7 separate regions of the Mus musculus genome follow, and all the other regions are linked to region 3. Evidence: chromatin contacts called from public ChIA-PET, Hi-C and HiChIP or PLAC-seq data. All regions are on one chromosome and are shown on one strand. Each heading gives the region's core, a stretch centred on a gene start, on an enhancer-like site or on the middle of the called end of the contact. The rest is flanking DNA. Distances are from core to core; before and after follow the strand shown.

Region 1 (2,700 bases), core at 187-2,686, 500 kb after region 3:
TCGGGCTTTGCAGTCAAGAGTTTGTTTGCGGTTCCTTTTTACTTCTTTTTAGAATACTTTAAAACTTAGTATCTGACATTCCATGCCTGTACATAATGGTGTTTTGTTTTTCTCAGATTCACCCCTGATTCCCATTTTTCACCCCCCCCATCTTATTGATTTACTTATTTTTAAGATTTATTTATTTAGTATTATGTAAGTACACTGTAGCTGTCTTCAGACACCGCAGAAGAGGGCATCAGATCTCATTATAGAAGGCTGTGACCCACCATGTGGTTGCTGGGAATTGAACTTAGGACCTCTGGAAGAGCAGCCAGTGCTCTTAACCTCTGAGCCATCTCTCTAGCTCCATCTTATTTATTTTTGAGGCAGAGTCTCACTATATAGTCCCAGCTGGTCTGGAACTTACTGTATAGACCAGGCTGACCAAGAACTCACAGCAATCCTCCTGTCTCTGCCTCCTAAGAGCTGGGATTAAAGGCGTGCACCACCATGCCCAACCCTTTTTGACATATTGACCGTGTACTCATGAGACCAGTTTCTTGGTTTCAGTCAGCTGCTTCTTTGCAGTTATATTGAAAGGACGGACCCTGGGCTCCATCGTCAGTAAATTCAGACTCCTTCCTTTTCTCCCACGCTGGATTTCCAGGAGGCAAACAGTGCACCCCACAGCAGAATCTGATCTGTTAGCTTTTCCTCGTCCTTTTCAGAGAGAGCGATAGAAGCCCGCAGAGCACTGGGAAACTGGAGAACACCTGAGCTCCAGGATCCGCCTCTGGGATAAGAAACTAGTTCAGCAGGAAGGGAGCACGGCCAGCCCCTTAAGGGTCACATGCTTAAGGTGCCCAATCTCATCTCACATGCTTAATACCTCAAATGTCACCAGGTGGGGAAGACTCTCTAGGGAACGCTGGGAGAACAGTGCGTGGCTGTAGTGGCAAGCTGACCTGAGAACACCTCTTCGTCTTTCTCTATCCCTCTTTGTCCTTGTGTAATTTAATTATGTCCTTTCGTACCACAGCTTTTAAAGTCAAAGACAGTTATTCTTGTTGTCTGTCTGTCACCTTAAATCACCAGAGTCTGTCCCTCCTCTTCTCCTCCCGTCGGTCTTTTCCGGTGCAAAGGACAGCAGTGCTGCTTAGGTTGGCCACTGCTGGTTCCTCTTCCGATCTCCAACACACCTGCTCTTTCCCAGTTAACCGTGAAGCAGCTGTTAATTCTAAAAGGCAGGAGGAAATACCAAAATGCACAGACAGCTTACTGGGAGGCGGGTCACACCCCTGTTAGCAAACAACAGTCAGCAGGTGTTCAGACGTCCAAATGTACTTTTGGAATCATGCAGAAAAACTGTCCTTTTTTTACTTTCAAAACATAGACCAAAACAAAACGGTCTCCATGTGACTAGCCGGGGTCATACTTTAGACTCTGCACCACCCTGCTCTTCTACTGACAAACAGTGAAGGTCGTCGGGCTTCCTGTGAGCTCTCAGTAAAAACTCCAGAGTCAGCCTCAGATCTAGTTTTCAAGGAAGGCAATGAACGTGAGTTGGTTCCCCCCCCCCCCATTTTGATTTTGAGACAGCCTTGAATATGCAATATTCCTGGGGCTCCCACCTCTCAAGTGCTGGGGTCACAGCCACACACACACCCATGCTCAGAGCCGCCCCCCCCCCCCCCCCGCCCTCCACCCTTTCACTATGTAGTCTACACTGGAACTTAACATCCACCTGCCTGAGCTTCTCAAATACAAGAATAACAGATGTTCTGGGACTGCAGGCATGTACTACCACCTGGCTCAAAAGCTGTCTGTCTGTCTGTCTACCACCTGTCTGTCTATCTGTATATATATTTTATATAGACCACCTGTCTGTCTATATCATCTATATCTGTCTATCTATATACCTATATATCTTTAACATAGGGTCTTCCTCTGTAGCCCTGGAACTTGCTATGTAGACCACGCTGGCCTCAGACTTATATTGATCCACTTGCCTCTCTGCCTCCTCCCAAGTGCTGGGGTCAAAGGTGTGTGCTAACCATCCTGGCTTTCTGCTTCTTTGATCATTTGTAGTCTGAGCCTGTATAGCTATCAGTGCAAGTTTTTATGTGTTCTATTATAGTATCATGCATATCTATATTAGGCAGGGTGGTACAGGCCTGTAACAGCAAACACAAAACTCACAAATAAAATATACATATTTATTAGAAAAAATCTGAGTCTTAGATTTTTTTAAAAATATATATTTACTTTGATTTTATGTGCATTGATGTCTTTCCTCCATGTATATCTGTGTGAAGATGTTAGAACTCATAGAGCTGGAGTTACAGACAGTGGTGAGCCGCCATGTGGGTGCTGGGAATTGAACCTAGGTCCTCTGGAAGAGCAGCCAGCCCTCTTAACCACTGAGCCACCTCTCCAGCCCTGAGTTTTAGAATGTTATTGAAACCATTGAAGATCTCCACCAAGCAGGATAGCCAGGGCTACACAGAGAAAGCCTGTCTCGAAAGACTAAGGCATATACCACCAATCCTAGCCTTTCCCTTTTGGTCTTATACCCCTTCCCTCCCTCTCCTCTTCACAATCATTTAGAAACACAAAAAATGTTTTAGCTCATGAGCTATACAGAACAGGCCAGAGGTTATCAGCACCTTAACTAGAACACCTAACCCACGGAGGTTGTTAAAATGAGCCAAGCCAGCA
Region 2 (2,729 bases), core at 101-2,600, 310 kb after region 3:
TGTACGTTGGCCTGGAGCCAGAGAGCAAGGCTTTGGCATCTTTGAGACCTCTTGGTTCTCAAGAGTTGTTTAGAGATCAGAACTCCCCAGAAAGAAACAGGGCAAAGCTGAGAAATGTACACTGGCTGGGGGGGCAGCAGGAGGGGCTCTGGGTGACGCATGCCTCTGGTCTAATAAACTGGGTTTCAACCATCTCTTCAGTGTTGGTTTTCTGTTTGTTGTTTGGTTTGTTTTGAGACAGGGTTTCTCTGTGTAGCCCTGGCTGTCCTGGAACGGCTCTGTAGTCCAGGCTGGCCTCGAACTCTCACAGAGATCCTCCTGCCTCCCAAAATGCTGGGATTAAAAGCCTGAGCTGCCATTATCCTGCCCAGTGCTGTTTTTAGTTGCAAACTGTGGGTGTTACCTTTAGAATGGAGCTTGCCTTGAGAGCCACACAACTAGAGTAAGGGAATTTGAGTGGTAGCCCGGTGTGGTGGTTATACCTGTAATTCCAGCAGGTAGGAGATGGAGCAGCTATCTTCCATTACACAGTGAGTTTAACGCTAGATTGGGCTACACCAGACCCTACATACTTGATCAGGTAAACACTGATCCTGCTGGGAAAAGACAGGCTCAGGATTCGTCTGATCACTGGGCAGGGGACCAGCAGTTATCTATGGCAACAAATATCCAGGACTCTTTGGAGAAAAGTCACGGGAAAAAACGCATCAAAATCTTAAGTTAAACGTCTGAGGTGAAGGGTCCCGAGCCTTCTCTGTGTATCCCTGGCTGTCCTGGAACTCACTCTGTAGACCAGGCTGGCCTCGAACTCAGAAATCCGCCTGCCTCTGCCTCCCAAGTGCTGGGATTAAAGGCGTGCGCCACCACGGCCCGGCATGGGTTTTCTCTTGCTGATTTGTCTTTGCCACGACATTGATCTCCTTCGAGTTCTACTTTTCCCGAACGAACAAACAGCACGTTTTCCTCTTTAGTACCCGGAGTCTGAGCAGTAGGAGAACGAAAAGCAAGGCAACCAGAATGCTTTGGAGAGGTAAATGCACTGGGCCAAGGTGAAGCATCACTCCAGCCGCCAGCCGGATGGGCTGGGCTCTCTGCAAGGCTTTTTACCGTCCTCCAACCGCGTGGAGGCGCTCGCTCCCGGCACCTCTTTATCCGCACACCGCTTCTCTATGGTGCTCCCTCCTGGCCCGTGAAGGCGGGAGGGAGTGGTCAGCACGCCTTTCCCGCTAGTCGCCCCCTCTAGCCCGTAGTCTCGCTGCTCCGAGCCGCCTGTGCCCGCCGGCGGGCCGGGCCCACAAACAGCCCAGGCGCTCGGGGGGCGCGCGGGGGGCGGGGGGAGTTCCGGTTCCGGTTCTTTGTGCAGCTGCAGCGGCGGCTCCGGGAAGATGGCGGCCCGGGCGGGTTTCCAGTCTGTGGCTCCGAGCGGCGGCGCGGGAGCCTCAGGAGGAGCGGGCGTGGCGGCTGCTCTGGGCCCGGGCGGAACTCCCGGGCCTCCCGTGCGAATGGGCCCGGCGCCGGGTCAAGGGCTGTACCGCTCTCCGATGCCCGGGGCGGCCTATCCGGTGAGTGGGACAGGAGGAGGGGCGCGCGGGCCGGGGGCGGGGCCGAGCGAGGGCGGAGGACTGACAGGGGTGAGGGAGAAGTGGGAGGGACTCCCTGGGGAGGGGCTCGGGCCGGGAGTGGAGGTGTGTGGGGGGGGAGGAGGTTAGCATCCTTACCTGCTCCTGGCGGCATTGTTTCCATGTGAGGAGTGAGTGTGGAACCAGGGTGGGCGAAGTGGGCCCTGGGATGGTCATGGAATGCAGAGGGGAGTGGGCAGCCCCCGTGTCCCCAGGAATACCCAGGCTGTTATAGCTGCAAATGGAGGTCAGCTTTAGAGGAGACAGTAGCTAGTAAAAAAAGAAATGTAGGGCTGACTAGACATGTCTGGTGAGTCAGATCCAGCATAGACCAGAAAAATTGAGTATAATCTAGTTTTTAGACTATATGCAATGAAATCACTGAAGGTCCAGTGACTGTATTTCAAAGAAGCAAAGGACTGTCTTGTTGTCCCCCCACCCCACCCCCAGCCCTAACCCACTCCTGAAATCCAGGCTGCCACCATTTTTCCTTTCTTGGTGGGGCTAGCAAGGAAAAGTATGACATTTCTGGGTCCTCTCCCTTCTGTAGAGACCAGGTATGCTGCCAGGTAGCCGAATGACACCTCAGGGACCTTCCATGGGACCTCCTGGCTATGGGGGGAACCCTTCAGTCCGACCTGGTCTGGCCCAGTCAGGGATGGACCAGTCCCGCAAGAGACCTGCACCTCAACAGATCCAGCAGGTCCAGCAGCAGGCGGTCCAAAATCGAAATCACAAGTAAGATGACCCCTGGGGGTGAAGGAAAGAAGGGTATGGGGGAGAGGAGGCCTGTGAGGATGCTGGTGGTGGGCATGCAGAACCAGGAAGTCAGCGCTGTGGCACCAAACGGTGCTGCAGGGACTAACAGGGCCTCATGATGCAGTGGAGTTTTGGTGGTCATGGGAGAGGTAGCGTCTTTAAATGGAGAGTCATTTCGTAGGCCTTGGCTGTAACCATAAACAAAGGTGCTCACAACACTGCTCACGTTCTGACTAGTTCCTATCCCAACCTGATCACAGTATTTATTCTGAACAGTGCAAAGAAAAAGAAGATGGCTGACAAAATCCTACCTCAAAGGGTGAGTGCAGCTGCAGAGGTCTCCTTGAAGGG
Region 3 (2,700 bases), core at 118-2,617:
ACCTCCACCTCCTCCCATTCGATCCCCTCCTCCTCCTCTCTGTCTCTAGTGTCTCTGTCTCTGATCTGCCCAACCCCCAACCCCGTTTCTCCGTGCTTTCTCTGGGTATTTCTGGCTGTTCTGGAACTCGTTCTATAGACCAGGCTGCTCTCAGACCAGCGATCTGCTCGCCTCTACCTCCTGAGTGTGTAGTAGGTAAAAGTTACCTTGGCCCAAACCATGGTCAGCCCTAAGGGCTTTGCTGGAAGCAGAACTGAGAGGCTCAGATGGTCTTCCACCTTTCCTCTACACACTCCTCAGGCTGCCTCACTCTGGAGTCCTTCAGGGCCCTAATTCAGCATGCAGCCCTCAACTACCCAGGATCCAGCTGGAACCCATTCTATACTTGTGATTTCAGACAGTACTAATGAGTTGTGAAATTGATTTTTAAAAGCATAGGCCACAAAAAATAAAAATAAGAAAATAAAGGCTCCTGGTTTTTGGTTTTTTTCTCTCTTTTAAAATTAGCTTCACAGCTCCTTCCAACTAGGTTATGCTCCAACTAGGGAACACGCCCTAAGGGACGTGGCGAGCCAGGGAACCACCTGCTCTTTGACCGCCCTTGGCCAGGTCTCTAAAGAGCTGGTTAGGATTGCAAGACCAGGTCTTTGAGGCCGTTACACCTGACTTGCAGGGCCTTGGGTAACTACCAAAAACCACTCACTTCCATGCAGGTGGTTGTGGTCTCTGTAGCCAGTTTGCTTGGGGCTCCTGAGCTACCGGGTAGCCTCAGACCCTCCAGGCTGGGGTCCCTGGGTCCCTGTAGAATGGCTGGCCCTTCAAAGGTGCTCTGAAGCGTAAGCGCCATTATATTCAATGTTAAAAGGTCTCGAGAAAGCCGGGTGTCGGTGGCGTATGTCTTTAATCCCAGCACTTAAGAGACTGGTCTACAGAGTGAGTTCCAGGAAGGCCAGGACAGAGAAACCCTGTCTCAAAAAACAAAACAGAGATCCCAGGGAGAGCTGCCTCGCTTTCCTTCATTACCATCCCATGAGAGGCTTAAAACCAGCATCTTGGGACATTTTAGTGTCATGGGTGGGTGGTCTCACATGACAACGGTCTAAGCCTGACACGCCCCATTTCACTTTTCCTACTCCATGGGTCTGAAGCCCGACGTCCATCCTTCCTATGTAGGGGGAAGAAGGCGGAGGCCTATTGCTAAGGTGCGGGTTGGTGGCTACAGTCTTGATTGACAGGGGTATTAGCCAATGACTCTGACGAAAGCGGCTGCTGTTTATGAACGTGCAGATAACGGACAGGAGCAGTGCAGCCGGGGGCCAATGAGAACTCGCCTGGGCAGGTCTGAGGGCGGGGTTTCCCTAGGGGGCGGGTGTGGGTAGACTTCCAGCGCCAACCCCCGGAGACTCAGAGCACATCCGGTTTTAGCAGAGCAGGGAAGCTCCGGAGAGGTGGGCTGAGAAGGTACGTGCGAAACTAGGATCGGGCAAACCCGGAGTGAGGGATAGGGAGGGAGCAAGCGCGGGAGAGGGTAGTAGCTTCCGTTTTCGGACGGATCAGCTCCTTAGGCAACCCGGCCTGTTCTGCGTCGAGATCGAAGGAAAGCTGGGCGGGGAGGGACGCGGAGGAACTAATGCCGCGCATGCGCAGCAGCGCCGGCGGGGGCGAGTCTGCGGGGTCTCCCGGGCAGTTGGACCTGTGTCTGTGGCGAAGGCAGGCCTCTTAGCGACCCTCGCTTGCGTCCCTTCCACCCTCAGCCGAGTTCAGGGCTTGAATTCGGGACGGGTCCCCCACCCCTGACTTTGAGGTAAACGAAAGAGAAAGCTGTGTCGTTGTGGTCACCCCGCCCCACCCTGCGATCGCCTCTCGGCTGTTCCTTCTCGGGTTCCTCTGCCTCGCCTGGGTGAGCCGTCGGGGTTGGGGACTTGAGGTAGGCCTGGTTATAAGGCTGCCCTGTCACGGCGGGCCAGGTGATGTCACACTTCTTTATGACACTCGAGATTCCTTAGTTACTTAGAAGCCAATGGTAGAGGCCGAGGTGAGAAGCCCCGGGCTTAGCCTGGCTCCCCAGGCCCACGGAGCAGCCCCACTCTGATCTGATTGGTTGCCTCTGGACAGGTGAGGTGGCCTTGATTGCTTCGTCCTGAACCCTGGGTGAGTTCCAGAGTCTGCCCCGGAAGGGCGGCGATGGGTACTGTTTTTCTTGGACTGACTGATAAGTAGGCTTTGGCTTGCCTGCCTTCGTTTCTTTCCTTTTCTTTTTTTTTAAACAACAAAAACAAAAACAAGTTGTCTGGTGCCAGGCCAGGTTGCTTTGCCTGTCCAACCAGGCTTGTGTTGGCCAAACAACAAAACCACTTTGAACTTGAGACTCTCCAGTTACACAAACTACCTGTGAATGTGTAACACTTCGGACGAGCTGACTGCCTGAAACACAGACAGGAATTTGAAGGCTGAAGGTCAATGCCAGACTTTGTAGTTACTTATTAATATTTGTATGTGGTTTACCTTGTGGCTGTATGGGTATCTTAAGAGAGAGGTATGATTCAGGAAGTCCCTGAATTGCCCAATCACGTTTTCATGCCTTCTGCTAACACACTTAAGTCAGTAGTTGCTACATTTATTTTCTTTGGTGTTTCTTTATTGTCTAATTTGTTTTCTGCTTTGACTTGAACAAGTGGACATTTAGATTCCCCTCAGTTT
Region 4 (2,911 bases), core at 80-2,579, 320 kb before region 3:
CAAATCCCAGCAACCACATGGTGGCTCACAACCATCCTTAATGAGATCTGACTCCCTCTTCTGGAGTGTCTGAAGACAGCTACAGTGTACTTACATATAATAAAAATAAATTGTTTAACTAAAAGCATATATATTTAAAATAAAACGACTCAAGGGGTTGGGCAAGGAAATTATTTGGAAGACAATCGCTTTTAAAACCAAGCTGAGGGCTGGCGAGATGGCTCAGCGGTTAAGAGCACTGACTGCTCTTCCAAACGTCCTGAGTTCAAATCCCAGCAACCACATGGTGGCTCACAACCATCCGTAATGAGATCTGACGCCCTCTTCTGGTGCATCTGAAGACAGCTACAGTGTACTAATGAATAATAATAAATAAATCTTTTAAAAAAATAAAATAAAACCAAGCTGACTGTCTCTGTGTGCTCTGTTTCATCTGGCTAAACAGCTGAATAGATGCTCAAAGGTATAAAATCCGTAGGTGTGAAAAGAAGTGGCATATGGAAGGGGAGATCCGGAAGCACGCCTATGTTCCTGGCTTGCTGGTCAGCACCCTTTAAACTATGCAGGGAGTGTGCAATCCGAGCTTCCTGAAGCAGGAAGCTGCGAGTTTGAGGCCACTCTCAGGTGGGGTGGGGTGAGACATTGCCCACCCCCATCTCCATCATCTGGCAGCCTCACAGTTGCCTGCCAGTAAGGAGCAGGTGAGCCCTCTCATCCAGACCGGTGGAAGGAAACCTGAAGATGCAGAGATCTCCCCACCCAGGAGGAGCCCTTCAATTCTGATTAACAGAGCTCCAGCCACCCTGGGCCTGACCACATCCCACCAGGGTGTGAGGTCCGAGTGGACACAGGATTTCTTGGCTCCTCGTTCTCGTTGGGCTCCAACAGTTCAGGTACCTCCAGCCCTCTCACCCATTAGGCTCCTATCTCCTGCAAGAAGTGCCCATGGTTCCCAAAACCCGGCCGTGCACTACGTTCAGAGTGTGGTCAACAGTGGTCTCGATGGCCAATCTTTCCCACAATTCCGCGGTCTTCATGAGGGGCCAGCCCTCGGTTGGCTCCAGCTCTCGCGAGAGTACGGTAATGCCCGTTGCAGTCCAGACTGGCCTTCCCGGGCTTCAGAACAGCATCCTCCCTGGCTTTCCGCCCCCATCCTGCCACTCGCGCTCCGTCCTCGGATTGGCCGAGAGAGCTGGTCAGTTGTTCTCCCATCAAGAAAACGTTTCGGCGACTAGTCCTTCTCTGGCCCCGCCTTCGGAGCCTGCGGATTGGGTGGCTCCGTGTGACGTCACGACCCTCCGAGTCACCGGGTACCAGCCAATCAGGAGCTTGGCGTATTTTACAAACCGGGGAAGCAGCAGCAGCCGCAAGCAGAAGCAGAAGCAGAAACCCAAGAAATCGGCGAAAAACCCGAGGAAGTAGAGGTGACCCGGAGGGCCTCCTGGAATGGTGCGGCACGAGGATCTTAGAGGGGAGTCCTGCCGAGGTTCCTAGGGAGGAGAGCAGTTTGGAGCTCCGGGGCGAGATAGCAGACTTAGGGTTTCTGGAAGAGTTGCCAGGAGAGCGGCCTTGCTGCCGGTGCGGGCTTCTAGGCACATGGATTGGGACCAAGGGGAAAGAATCAGGGATATCAGCACCCATGCTTTGAGAAGTGATTTGCTTTGGTCCTCAGTCCTGTCTACCTTCTTCTCTCATCTCCATTATAGCCGCCATGACTACCCTCCAAACCAATAAGGATCCCCATCTCCGAGGTGTATCTCCCAACCCTAGCAAGATTCCAGTACTCTCCCAAAGATGCCAAGATTTTTCCTCAGTCAAGTCGCGCTCTCTGGACCAGGAGAACCAAGATCCGAGGGTAGGAGGGGCTGGACACAAGGAGGCACCTCGAGTCAGCAATGCACCCCCACCCCCCATCCCCACCCCACCCCCGCACTGAATCCCAGCTTTTTCCCCCTTCCCCCTAGACACCAGCACAGAAACCACCGCGCAGTACTCAACGTCAACGTCCACTCACTGACACGGCAGGCCTCAGATCGAAAACCTTGCACCAGACTGAAAAATCACCAAGCTTGAAGACCCTGCGGAACCCTCTGGAGGAACTCAAGCCTAGCTCTGGGGGATCAAATGTGGGGCTTGTGACCCATCCCCAGACAGGTACCTGTTCCAGACCTGGGGGCAGCCTACTTGGCTGAGTGAGAATGGGAGACCCAAAGTGGAGGTCTTGCATACTGCAAGAGACCTGGGTTTTGTCCAGAAACCTCTTTGCTCTGAGAAACCATCACTTTCAGCAAAATGCCATCTTTTGCCTGGCATGGTGGTTCATGCCTCTAATCCCAGCACTTTAGGAGGCAGAGGCAAGTGGTCTCTGTGAATTGGACACCTTTTACCTATTGAACTCCAGGCCTAAACAATTATATTGTATCTAAAAAAAAAAAGACATCTTCTGGGCCTTTTTAGCAACCCTGGGCAAGACAGTCACAGTCATTTGCTCATTGTTATGCTGAGTCTTTATAATCTGTCCATACTTCAGCTTTAATTCTTCCTTTTCAACAATAAATATATATATATATTAAAGATTTATTTATTTATTATATGTAAGTACACTGTAGCTGTCTTCAGACACTCCAGAAGAGGGAGTCAGATCTTGTTCCAGATGGTTGTGAGCTACCATGTGGTTGCTGGGATTTGAACTCCGGACCTTCGGAAGAGCAGTCGGGTGCTCTTAACCACTGAGCCATCTCACCAGCCCATAAATATATATTTTAAAGATCTATTTTTTTTTTTTTGAGACAGGGTTTCTCTGTGTAGCCCTTGCTGTCCTGGAACTCACTTTGTAGACCAGGCTGGCCTCGAACTCAGAAATCCGCCTGCCTCTGCCTCCCAAGTTCTGGGATTAAAGGCATGCGCCACC
Region 5 (2,885 bases), core at 278-2,777, 470 kb before region 3:
GTGCCCCCCCCTGGCCCCCCACCGTGATATGCCCAATCCCCAATGTGTACCTCTCCCAAGGAACACAGAAGAGATGCTACCCGACTCTTATCCTGGGGCTAGATACTCGTATGCCCTCATTGGTAAGGGCAGACCTAGTCCCCTTTACCGTTTCTTCAATCTAAGCATGCCAAGGGGTAGCCTAAAGCTCAGCCTGAGAAAAATGAAGAAAGACACCATCTGAGCCCTCCCCTTTATTCAGTAAGATCTCCTTCCACTCCTCCAAACCCTTCCCTTTTCATTTAGTATGTGCAGAGCTCTCTGGGAAAACAAAACAAAATAAAACAAAAAAACCCAGCAGACAAAGAGATTATCATTCAAAGCAGGCCCAAGGAAAATAGATTTCCCTAAGTCCCACGGGTGCTCCTACCCTAGAGTAGTACACTGCCGTATGGAAAGTTCAACTGCAATTCTAGATTAATGCTTAAAGAATAAGAAATACAGGCTAGATGCGCTCAGGATCACTGCGGACCCGGGACCCTCCCACCCCCACCCCACCCCACCCCACCCCACCCACACATGAGAACTCACACGGGATGGCTGGAAACCCAGTCTGAGTGTCAAACAAATTATCCGGAAGTCGTGCGGGGTGTGTGTCATTGTATTGGCTTGTGTTTGGCATGCTGCATGCCAGAGGCCCAGGATTCAATCACAGAAGGAATGAAAACAACCACTACTACAGGGGAGAGAAAACAGGCGGGGAAACCTCGGTGTTCCTCCATCTCCACTTCTTACAACCCCATCTCGTCGGACAGGACTTCTTTCTTCCTTAGTGGGAGGACCCACTACAGCTCCCACTTTTCCTTCGCCCCTCGCGCCACCATCGCATGTCCCCGGTTAACTGCTCAATGTGACCGAGTCTCCCTTCATTTCAACATCAACCATGGTTGCCCTTCATCTACTTTTAAGGGGGAACACGCACACTAACTTGTCCCGAAGCAAATCCATCCTTTTCCAGAGGATCAAACGCTCCACACTAGAGGACCCCCATCGCCAGGAACGCCCACGGGGGTGGAGTAGAAGGGGCGGGGGGAGGGGCGAGCGGCCGAGGAACGGAAACCCGGCGGCTTTGTTTACGGCTCAGGGACCCAGCCGACCCGACCGGGAGTTCACCGGCCCGGCCCCGGCGCTCGCAGGGGTCGAGGTGCTCCGGAGCCCAGGCAGCTGGACTTCCCGTCTCCATCGCGGCGCGCCCCTCCCACCTCGGCCCGGCCCCTTCCCGCCCAGGTCCCGGACTCACGATGCACTCGCGGACCCTGTCGTGGAACAGCTGTTCTCGCACGGATAGCACTTCGTAGTCAGCTGCTTCCATACTCTGCTCAGCATGACTGGGGCGGGGGTGTCTCCGGGCCCGGGGAGGACGAGCGGGGATGAGGCCGCCGCCGCCCGCCAAGCACCCGGACCCAGCCTAAGCGCCTCTCCTCGCTGCCCGTGACGGAAACTCAAGGTAATCTGGGGCTCAGATTCTGCGGTCGGACGCCCCGCCCTTAAAGGGGCAGGCCCCAGCCCGCCTAGTCTTAAAGGGCTCGGGTCCCCCTCGGTCCCCTCCCCTTTAAGGTGGGGTCACTCGCAAGCACGTTTCAACGCAAGTACCCGCCGCCCGGCTACGCGGAAGTGCCAGGCTTGGTGCCCAGTGACGACACAAGGCCTGGGCGGGTTTCTTCAGAGGAGCGGAACTTACTGGTTCCTCGTAGACTGTCGGTCATCGCTAGGAGTGCGCTGATAGGACATTCTGGGAAAGGAGGCGGGATGTTTTTGGCCTGTCGAAGCTGTTCTAAAACTAAGAGTCCTTGTGGTCCACGGCTGAGATGTGAGGGTTGGTTCCAGGATGTGTATCCGTCAGGATTTTAGTTTAAACGAATAAGGTTGGGATCAGGTCAGCCCGTCGAGAAGATGTAAGCACCACGGGGTCTTCTGAAGGGACGGCTGCCTGTAACCCAAAGGTCCATAGCGTTTTCTTTTCTTTTTCTTTATTTTTATTTTTGGTTTTTCGAGATAGGGTTTCTCTGTGTAGCCCTGGCTGTCCTGGATCTCACTCTGTAGACCAGGCTGGTCTCGAACTCAGAAATCCGCCTGCCTCTGCCTCCCAAGTGCTGGGATTAGTGGCTTGTGCCACCACTGCCCGATGCGTTTTTTTATTTGTTATTGGAGTTTCCCTGCCACTCCAGACAGCTTTCACACAGTTATTTTTGTGGAAGGCCTAGGGTATTAGAGAACAAATAGTTAAAAAACAAACCACAACAAAAACAAAAAAACAGGAGACTTTTTAAAAATGTCATGAAACTTTTGTTTTGTTGAGACAGGTCTTGCGATGCAAACCAGGCTACCCTTGAATTCTCAGCTTCCTAGTTGATTGCATGTATTACCAGGCCCAGGCTATCCCGAAACTGAGGAAATATCCCAGGGAATATTGGTGAGTGGGTTGAGTAAAACATTAACTCCCAAACATTAACTCCCTGCTATGTGCTGTTCTCTTTATAGCCTTTATCTAATTTTAATGTTTTAACATTTTAACGTTTTAACGTTTTAATTTGAAACTAGAAAATAGAGGTTGGCCCAGTCCTACTTTGAGATTCAGAAACCATCTGGGCATTGTGGCACACGTCTTTTAATTCAGCACTAGGAAGGCAGAAGCAGGTGGATCTATAAATTCATGGCCAGTCTGCCCTTTACATAATGTTTTAGGACAACCAGAGTAACATGGTGAGAATTTGTCTCAAAAACAAAATAAATACATCCCGTGTATACATTTATGTTTATATAGTTGGCCCTCTGCATTGTTGGGTTCTACATCTGTGGGTTCAGCTAATCTCAAACACAAAGCAAAAACCATTTGGGAGGGGTAG
Region 6 (2,828 bases), core at 73-2,572, 440 kb before region 3:
CTATAGGACCTTCTATTTCAACACTGACATCTGCAGTGCGGCTGAGGCCAGGAGCCACACCCTTCTGCAGACAGACCCCATCAGTACTTTGGCTAGTCGACAAGCTAGACAAAGTCTGATTTCTGCATTGCCACGTTCTCTGTGCCTGGTGCTAGCCTGTGCTGTTACATTATTTAACAGAGAAAGCTCTATTTCCAGCAGCTGTCTATGCGATCTCTTTGTGCTGCTTTCATGGTCCCTCCTAACCCTGGCTGGGGCCATTAGCCTGAATTAATGAATTAGTGCACATTTATTAGAACAAAAGATGGTTGGGTGCAGAGTATAATTTTTTTCTTTGCAGAAAATCCATTGTTTTTTGAAGGTTTTCCACTGTATGGAATGGAAATATTCTTAAAGCAGGCTAAGTTAGAAACAATGAGCGCCAACATTTTTTAAAAAAACAAGTGAAAAGATAGCTAAATTTAAAAGTAGAAAATAATATTTTTATCCTATGAATCTCTACATACCACTAATATTTCATTCTATAGAGATACACGTCTGTTGTGGAGGGACTACTTTCATTGTCTGCGGGGGTGGGGGGCGGGGAAGGGCGTTTCCCTGGGTTCTGACCATCAGCGTACTCTAGGATTCACAAAGTGGGCTTTGTCATTCCCCAACCATCCAGCTCCCCTCCCCCCTCAGCGAGATGTCCCCGTTAAGCAAATCGTATTTTTGACAGCCCTGCAGACGAAACATCCCATGACTACAGTTCCACAACGATTTTTTTTAAAGTAAAAATAAAAATAATTAAAAAAAAAAAAACCGCTCGGAAGAGGCTTAGTGAGAACCAACCCCTCCCAAAACGCCACGGAAGCAAGAGACAAACAACCCCGCCCCTGCGCCTCCCTGACAGCGGCTGCCATGGATCCGACGCAAACTAAACATTTTCCTAGCGAAGTGGGGCGGTGTTTCTGGAGTTCGGGCTCGGCCGCCGCCCCTGCCCTCCTACAGCAGCGGACCCTCGATCCCCCACCCGTCCCCGGCGGTCCCCGTGGTCCCCTGCAGTCCCTGGCTCTGCCAGCGCTAGCTCATCGGCGCTGCCTTTGTTCTTCCCGGTCTGGGCGTTTCCGTGTCCCGCACTGCGGCGGCGGGACTCAAAGACTAAGATAAACTTAAAGCATGGAGACCACCCTTTCCCCGCAGAGGTGACCAAAGCCTTAGACGTTTCCTTGCAGATCTGGGGCGACTGACACCCACCCTCTATCTACCGAGAGCCGGGGAAGGCTTGCTCACCATGGTTGCTGCTTCGCGGCTGCCGGGTGGATGGCGGAGGCGAGGAGGAGGTGTTGCTTCTTACAGCGCGACTCTTAGGCGGTCGATGTAAGAGAACCTGCGGCACTTGGGCGGATGCGGCTCCTTATATACAGCTCTGTCACCATGGGGATGGGCCAGGGCCTTTTCCTGTTGGTCCAGACCCCTCTGTCTGCCCAGAGAAGCCGCGACAGGAGAGTGGTGATTGGTGCAAGCGACATGGTATGAGGTAATCTCTCCCCCACCCCTTCCCCCTAGCATCCGTAGACTTTGCATCCTTCAGACAAAGGCCGTGCAAAGGCAGCTAGCCGAGCATCCATTATGGGGTGGAGTTGGGGAGGGGTGGAAAGGGAAGAAAGAAAACTGGGGTTGGATGATTATACGTAGTTTAAACCTTAAACTGTATTTAAAAATCATCTAAGGTTTTTCCCAACACTTAATCACAGAATTTATGTTTAGAATCTTTTTGGAAAATTCCAGCTTTTCATTTTTAATATACTGAATTTAATTACGTTCTGTCAGAATTCAACATCTCTATTTGCTTTAAAAAGTAGCAGAAGATACGGGGGTGGTCAAAAAGGCGTGGCTGAATGTTTAGTTTCATAGTTATTGTATTATTGTTATTCTTTATTATTATTTGAGCAAAAGTCAGTACGAGTAGACCACGCCTGTGACCTCAACAGCACCTGGGAGTCAGAGGCAGGAAGACTTGCAGCTCAAGGTCATCTTAACTGGCCTTAGTGGTTTATTCCTGTGTATCCCAGCACTGGGAAGCCGGGGATTGCAGCTAATTTGTGCCCACCCTGGATATATAGTGTGATATCCTGTCTCAAAAACCAAAAGAAAAAGAAAGAAAGAAAGAAAGAAAGAAAGAAAGAAAGAAAGAAGAGAAGAGAGAAATAATATACAAAGTAGTACTTAATACTAGAGAGCTTTCTTTCTTTAGCTGTAATTCTCTCCCATCACCCCTCCGTGCCCGCCCCCCTACCCCACCCTACCTCACCCCAGAGCCTGTGTTATTTTGTCCCTAGAAATGAGCCATCCTTTCTAATATGGAATTCAGAAACTGTAAGGAGAAAGAATTGAGTTTAAAAACTAGCTCTTTGTGTGGGCTTGTATTTCTCCAGTCTTTTTTTTTTTTTTGGAGGGGGAGGGGTGATATCAAGTAAAAAATAACTGAGATGCCAAATTAAAAAGAGGAGCGTTTTATAATATAAAAGGAAACCATTTTGTGATGTTTTCATCCCCAGACAACTGTGCAGTGCCAGCCCTGCTGCAGTTTTATGTAGTTCCCTGAATTCTGTAAATAGCCCCTTCCGCAGCTGGGCTTCTGACTGTGGGAACTGTAGCTGCTCTCCCCAAGGCTGCTCAGCCAGAGACTGTGGTCCTTGCTCAATTGCCCCTTGGGACAAAAATGCCTTGCTTTCACTCCTAGGAAATAGATTACAGTGGCACTCTCTTGCTATGTAGAAAGGCTCCGTTGTCAGCAAGGAAGATCTCTATATAGTGAGTCTCCGAGCTGCGGACCACTGATAATT
Region 7 (2,722 bases), core at 2-2,501, 330 kb after region 3:
TCAAAGGTTCAGTAGGTTTCCACAAGGGTTGGTGGGTCCTAGTCCAAGGCCAGCTGTCCTCGGAACAGAACAAGGTCCTCGCGAGATCGGACCCACACACCTCAGGAGCTGGGGAACTCGAGGGAAGGACAATTGAAAACTGCCTGCCCTGGGGTGAGGGAGATCAGAGGGGGATGGGAGACTGCTTTGCACTGGCCCTGTTCCAAAGTTGGGTGGCAGCAAGAGAATGTCACAGATCAGCAGCCTGGAGCGCTAGCTATAAATAGCTGGAGGTTTCTCTCTCCACCAGGGGTCTCCATTTCCTGTGTGGCAGCAACTGGGACACCGTGGCTCTGGCCAGCTTGATATTAAACTAACACATTAAGGTGCCAGGTCCCTCTCTGCTCCTAGCCTTTAAGAATTCCGTCTTAGTGAAGGTCAGAGCTGTCGGGTAAGGGGAAGAGGGGGGGCCCTGTCATCGATCCCGACTGGGCTGGAACCCTCCCACGCATGACTCAATTCAGAGCTGTTCCCCGGGAGACTGGGGCGGGATGCAGACAGATTCCAACACCTTAACCTATGTTTGCTCAGTCAGTCAACTGTGAATCTGAGGTCTTCTGTCAGGCCACTTGTCTACCCAATAAAGTGTGGTTTTTCCAGAAACTGGAAGAGTTGGGGGAGTTTATGTGGCAGTGTGTGGGGTCATGTATCACTGCATGCATGTTTTACTCAATGTAAGACAAGAAGTGGAAAAAATCATCCTTGTTTAATAGCAGCCACACTCGGGCATCAATCGGCATTGGCGTCCACTCTGCTCACAGCCCCCACCTCCACCCCCCCACCCCACCCCCGTCCCCTTTTGTGCTTCGTATCCCCTCTTCCACCCAAGCTGTCAGCCAGTCTTCCCAGCGCTTCTTACAGGGTCTGTCACGTTGCCTGCCTACGAGGAGGTCGCGCACAAGGCAGAAATATTAGCGAGTCACCCTCCCATCCCCCGACTCACCCCCTACACCCATTCTGTGGCCTCACTAGTGCTGGTCCAGCTAAGGTCGGTTCCTCCGGATCACCCTGTAAAGGGCCGCTCCAGGCGGTAGGGGGCGCTAGGCCCATCGCTGGAGAATTCCGAGGATCTACCTAGCTACAGTTTACGTCACTGAACTTAGACTGCGGATTGGCTAATTCTGAGCTAAAATTTTTCCCGTTTTCCAAGGAGCGCTCTTGATGGACCAGAACCACACCCCCCAGAATTCAATGGGCCTTTCCGAGAGGAAGGCTAGACTGAGCGTGCGTAAGAGAGAGGTAGAAGCCGGAAGTTCAAGGCTGGCTCTCGCTTTAGTGGGCGAGTTTTCGCAGGGGGTGTCGGGTCCGGAGCGGGGCTGAGCACCAGTGGCTGAGGAGCTGCGCGTTGGTGACTGCCTCTTCCTGCCCTGCGGCGGCCGCGCGACTCTGCGAGTGGCAGACTGAGCAGGCATCGCTCTGACGCGGCCGAGTTGCAGCCTCCAGGTAGGCCGCGGGCCGGACGGCCAAGCGCACTCGCCCTCCCCCCACGCTCTCCTGCTCGGCGCACCGCGCCCCCTGCTCCCCGTGTCGCCGCTTTTCACGCTGTTCCCCTGCTCCCCGTTCCGAGTCCCTGCTGTCCCCTGTGCCCCGCACCGCGCTCCCCTCCGCTCCCCTGTGTCCCGCACCGCGCGTCCTCGGCCTGTGCCCTTGAGAGCGCGCGGCTCCTAGTCCCTGCGCTGTGCTAGCCCCTGCTGGCTCCCCGGCTGTCATAGTCCGACCGCCTTCCTGGTGTGACTGCGGCCTGGCTGTCCTCCCTTCTGAAACTGCTCGCCTCAACCCCAAAGCTCCTCACGGTCCCTCAAAGCCACTTATTTCTCTGAGGTCCTCACCACCTTCTCTGATCCTACAGAATATGGGGTTCATAGCTTACCTTTCTGGGCTCCGTTAGTCAGAAGTTGTTTTCTGCGGACACCAAGTCTCTCCAAAGAGGGCTAAATGACAGAAGCTGGGGTGGTTTTAGGGCTTTGATCCTTATTTGTTTTGTAAAGGATGCCCATCAGATGAAAACCTTCTGCCAGTCTCAAGAGTTTCTTTTATTTCCAAAGTTAATCCTTGTATCTGGGCTTCTAACTTCAGGGTTTTATTGTTTGTTTTTGAGGTTATCTCGGATTTGCTTCTTTTTGTTTCACACCCCCCCCCCGTTTTTTTGTTTTTTGTTTTTGACAGGGTCTCATGTCCACATCCTGAGTGCTGGGATTTCCAGCATATACCACATGCTCTGTTTAATGCAGTTCTGGGGACTGAACCTCTGGCTTTGTGCCTGCTACACTGAGTTACATCCCACTTTAAATCATACTCAAATCTTCTCTATCAGTGAACAAGGTGAAATTAGCTTTTCACCAGGGCGAAGTGACTCTGGCACTCTACAGGCAGGATCCCCCAGACACACACATCCTCAAGTCTATCTTCAGGTCCTCTCTCGGGAGAATTTCACTACCACAATAAGTAGCCTGATTAAAATATGGTTCTGAGGCTGGAGAGATGGCTCAGCAGTTAAGAGCCTTGCTGTTCTTCCAGAGGACCCAGGTTTGATTCCTAGTATAGTCTGGGTGGGCTGGTCACTTTTTTTTTTTAAAGAGATTTATTTCTGGATTTTATGTATATGAATACACTATAGCTGTCTTCAGACACACCAGAAGAGGGCATTGGATCCCATGACAGATGGTTGTGAGCCACCATGTGG

Evidence for each region. Hi-C and Micro-C count contacts between places; a contact is called where the count stands out from the background. ChIA-PET counts read pairs in DNA pulled down with a chosen protein or histone mark. HiChIP or PLAC-seq counts read pairs in DNA pulled down with a chosen protein or histone mark.
Region 1: a Hi-C map of liver shows a contact between it and region 3, with 1.8 times the contacts expected there. The contact joins the enhancer-like site here to the promoter of Tmbim6 in region 3. A contact is called at or near these places in 1 of 39 promoter capture datasets (hippocampal neurons), 1 of 484 Hi-C or Micro-C datasets (liver) and 3 of 115 datasets of contacts at active chromatin or transcription factors (embryonic forebrain, embryonic stem cells and pancreatic cancer cells).
Region 2: a contact with region 3 is called in an HNF4G HiChIP or PLAC-seq map of pancreatic cancer cells. The contact joins the promoter of Smarcd1 here to the promoter of Tmbim6 in region 3. A contact is called at or near these places in 3 of 39 promoter capture datasets (the 3T3-L1 cell line, liver and neural stem cells), 3 of 484 Hi-C or Micro-C datasets (all in liver), 4 of 115 datasets of contacts at active chromatin or transcription factors (the NIH/3T3 cell line, embryonic limb bud, extraembryonic endoderm stem cells and 1 more) and 3 of 9 other capture datasets (adipose tissue, liver and pancreatic islet).
Region 4: an H3K4me3 HiChIP or PLAC-seq map of stem cell-derived neural progenitor cells shows a contact between it and region 3, with 4 times the contacts expected there. The contact joins the promoter of Troap here to the promoter of Tmbim6 in region 3. A contact is called at or near these places in 1 of 39 promoter capture datasets (second pharyngeal arch cranial neural crest), 4 of 484 Hi-C or Micro-C datasets (CD8 T cells, cortical neurons, nephron progenitors and 1 more), 12 of 115 datasets of contacts at active chromatin or transcription factors (the SCID.adh cell line, SST interneurons, T-cell acute lymphoblastic leukemia and 6 more) and 1 of 9 other capture datasets (adipose tissue).
Region 5: an HNF4G HiChIP or PLAC-seq map of pancreatic cancer cells shows a contact between it and region 3. The contact joins the promoter of Lmbr1l here to the promoter of Tmbim6 in region 3. A contact is called at or near these places in 2 of 484 Hi-C or Micro-C datasets (both in liver) and 1 of 115 datasets of contacts at active chromatin or transcription factors (pancreatic cancer cells).
Region 6: a contact with region 3 is called in a FOXA1 HiChIP or PLAC-seq map of pancreatic cancer cells. The contact joins the promoter of Tuba1a here to the promoter of Tmbim6 in region 3. A contact is called at or near these places in 1 of 484 Hi-C or Micro-C datasets (embryonic stem cells) and 2 of 115 datasets of contacts at active chromatin or transcription factors (bone marrow-derived macrophages and pancreatic cancer cells).
Region 7: a contact with region 3 is called in an RNA polymerase II ChIA-PET map of effector CD8 T cells, with 14 read pairs. The contact joins the promoter of Cox14 here to the promoter of Tmbim6 in region 3. A contact is called at or near these places in 1 of 39 promoter capture datasets (liver), 1 of 15 datasets of contacts at CTCF or cohesin (the NIH/3T3 cell line), 4 of 484 Hi-C or Micro-C datasets (embryonic stem cells and liver), 3 of 115 datasets of contacts at active chromatin or transcription factors (effector CD8 T cells, embryonic stem cells and pancreatic cancer cells) and 1 of 9 other capture datasets (adipose tissue).

Annotation. Positions count from the first base shown.
Region 1 is chr15:99,889,770-99,892,469 of GRCm38.p6, forward strand. No RefSeq gene overlaps it. Among named protein-coding and RNA genes, the nearest start is that of Lima1, 16 kb to the left of the region's middle. Within about 2 kb of position 1,437, at least 102 of the 459 cell types and tissues checked have an H3K27ac peak or open chromatin away from gene starts, as enhancers often do. A contact at or near this core is called in embryonic stem cells, liver and pancreatic cancer cells, where this site is marked.
Region 2 is chr15:99,700,937-99,703,665 of GRCm38.p6, forward strand. Smarcd1 (SWI/SNF related, matrix associated, actin dependent regulator of chromatin, subfamily d, member 1) reads left to right here and starts at 1,351. Exons shown (of 13, transcript NM_031842.2): 1 at 1,351-1,562; 2 at 2,170-2,357; 3 at 2,655-2,697. The coding sequence starts at 1,386. Asic1 (acid-sensing (proton-gated) ion channel 1) reads left to right here. Exons shown (of 12, transcript NM_009597.2): 12 at 1-194. Gm34939 (predicted gene, 34939) reads right to left here. Exons shown (of 3, transcript NR_168656.1): 1 at 2,690-2,729; 2 at 2,306-2,566; 3 at 471-1,854.
Region 3 is chr15:99,391,580-99,394,279 of GRCm38.p6, forward strand. Tmbim6 (transmembrane BAX inhibitor motif containing 6) reads left to right here and starts at 1,368. Exons shown (of 10, transcript NM_026669.4): 1 at 1,368-1,461.
Region 4 is chr15:99,073,644-99,076,554 of GRCm38.p6, forward strand. It overlaps Troap (trophinin associated protein), which reads left to right and starts at 1,330. Exons shown (of 14, transcript NM_030159.1): 1 at 1,330-1,449; 2 at 1,707-1,855; 3 at 1,965-2,154. The coding sequence starts at 1,712. Gm34284 (predicted gene, 34284) reads right to left here and starts at 1,026. Exons shown (of 3, transcript NR_155351.1): 1 at 913-1,026.
Region 5 is chr15:98,916,571-98,919,455 of GRCm38.p6, forward strand. It overlaps Lmbr1l (limb region 1 like), which reads right to left and starts at 1,528. Exons shown (of 17, transcript NM_029098.3): 1 at 1,280-1,528. The coding sequence starts at 1,351. It overlaps Gm41396 (a long non-coding RNA gene), which reads left to right and starts at 1,399. Exons shown (of 5, transcript XR_001781764.2): 1 at 1,399-1,486; 2 at 2,343-2,452.
Region 6 is chr15:98,952,179-98,955,006 of GRCm38.p6, forward strand. It overlaps Tuba1a (tubulin, alpha 1A), which reads right to left and starts at 1,323. Exons shown (of 4, transcript NM_011653.2): 1 at 1,273-1,323. The coding sequence starts at 1,275.
Region 7 is chr15:99,724,367-99,727,088 of GRCm38.p6, forward strand. Cox14 (cytochrome c oxidase assembly protein 14) reads left to right here and starts at 1,252. Exons shown (of 2, transcript NM_183256.3): 1 at 1,252-1,482. Gpd1 (glycerol-3-phosphate dehydrogenase 1 (soluble)) reads left to right here. Exons shown (of 8, transcript NM_010271.3): 8 at 1-648. It overlaps Gm16537 (predicted gene 16537), which reads right to left and starts at 108. Exons shown (of 3, transcript NR_155353.1): 1 at 1-108.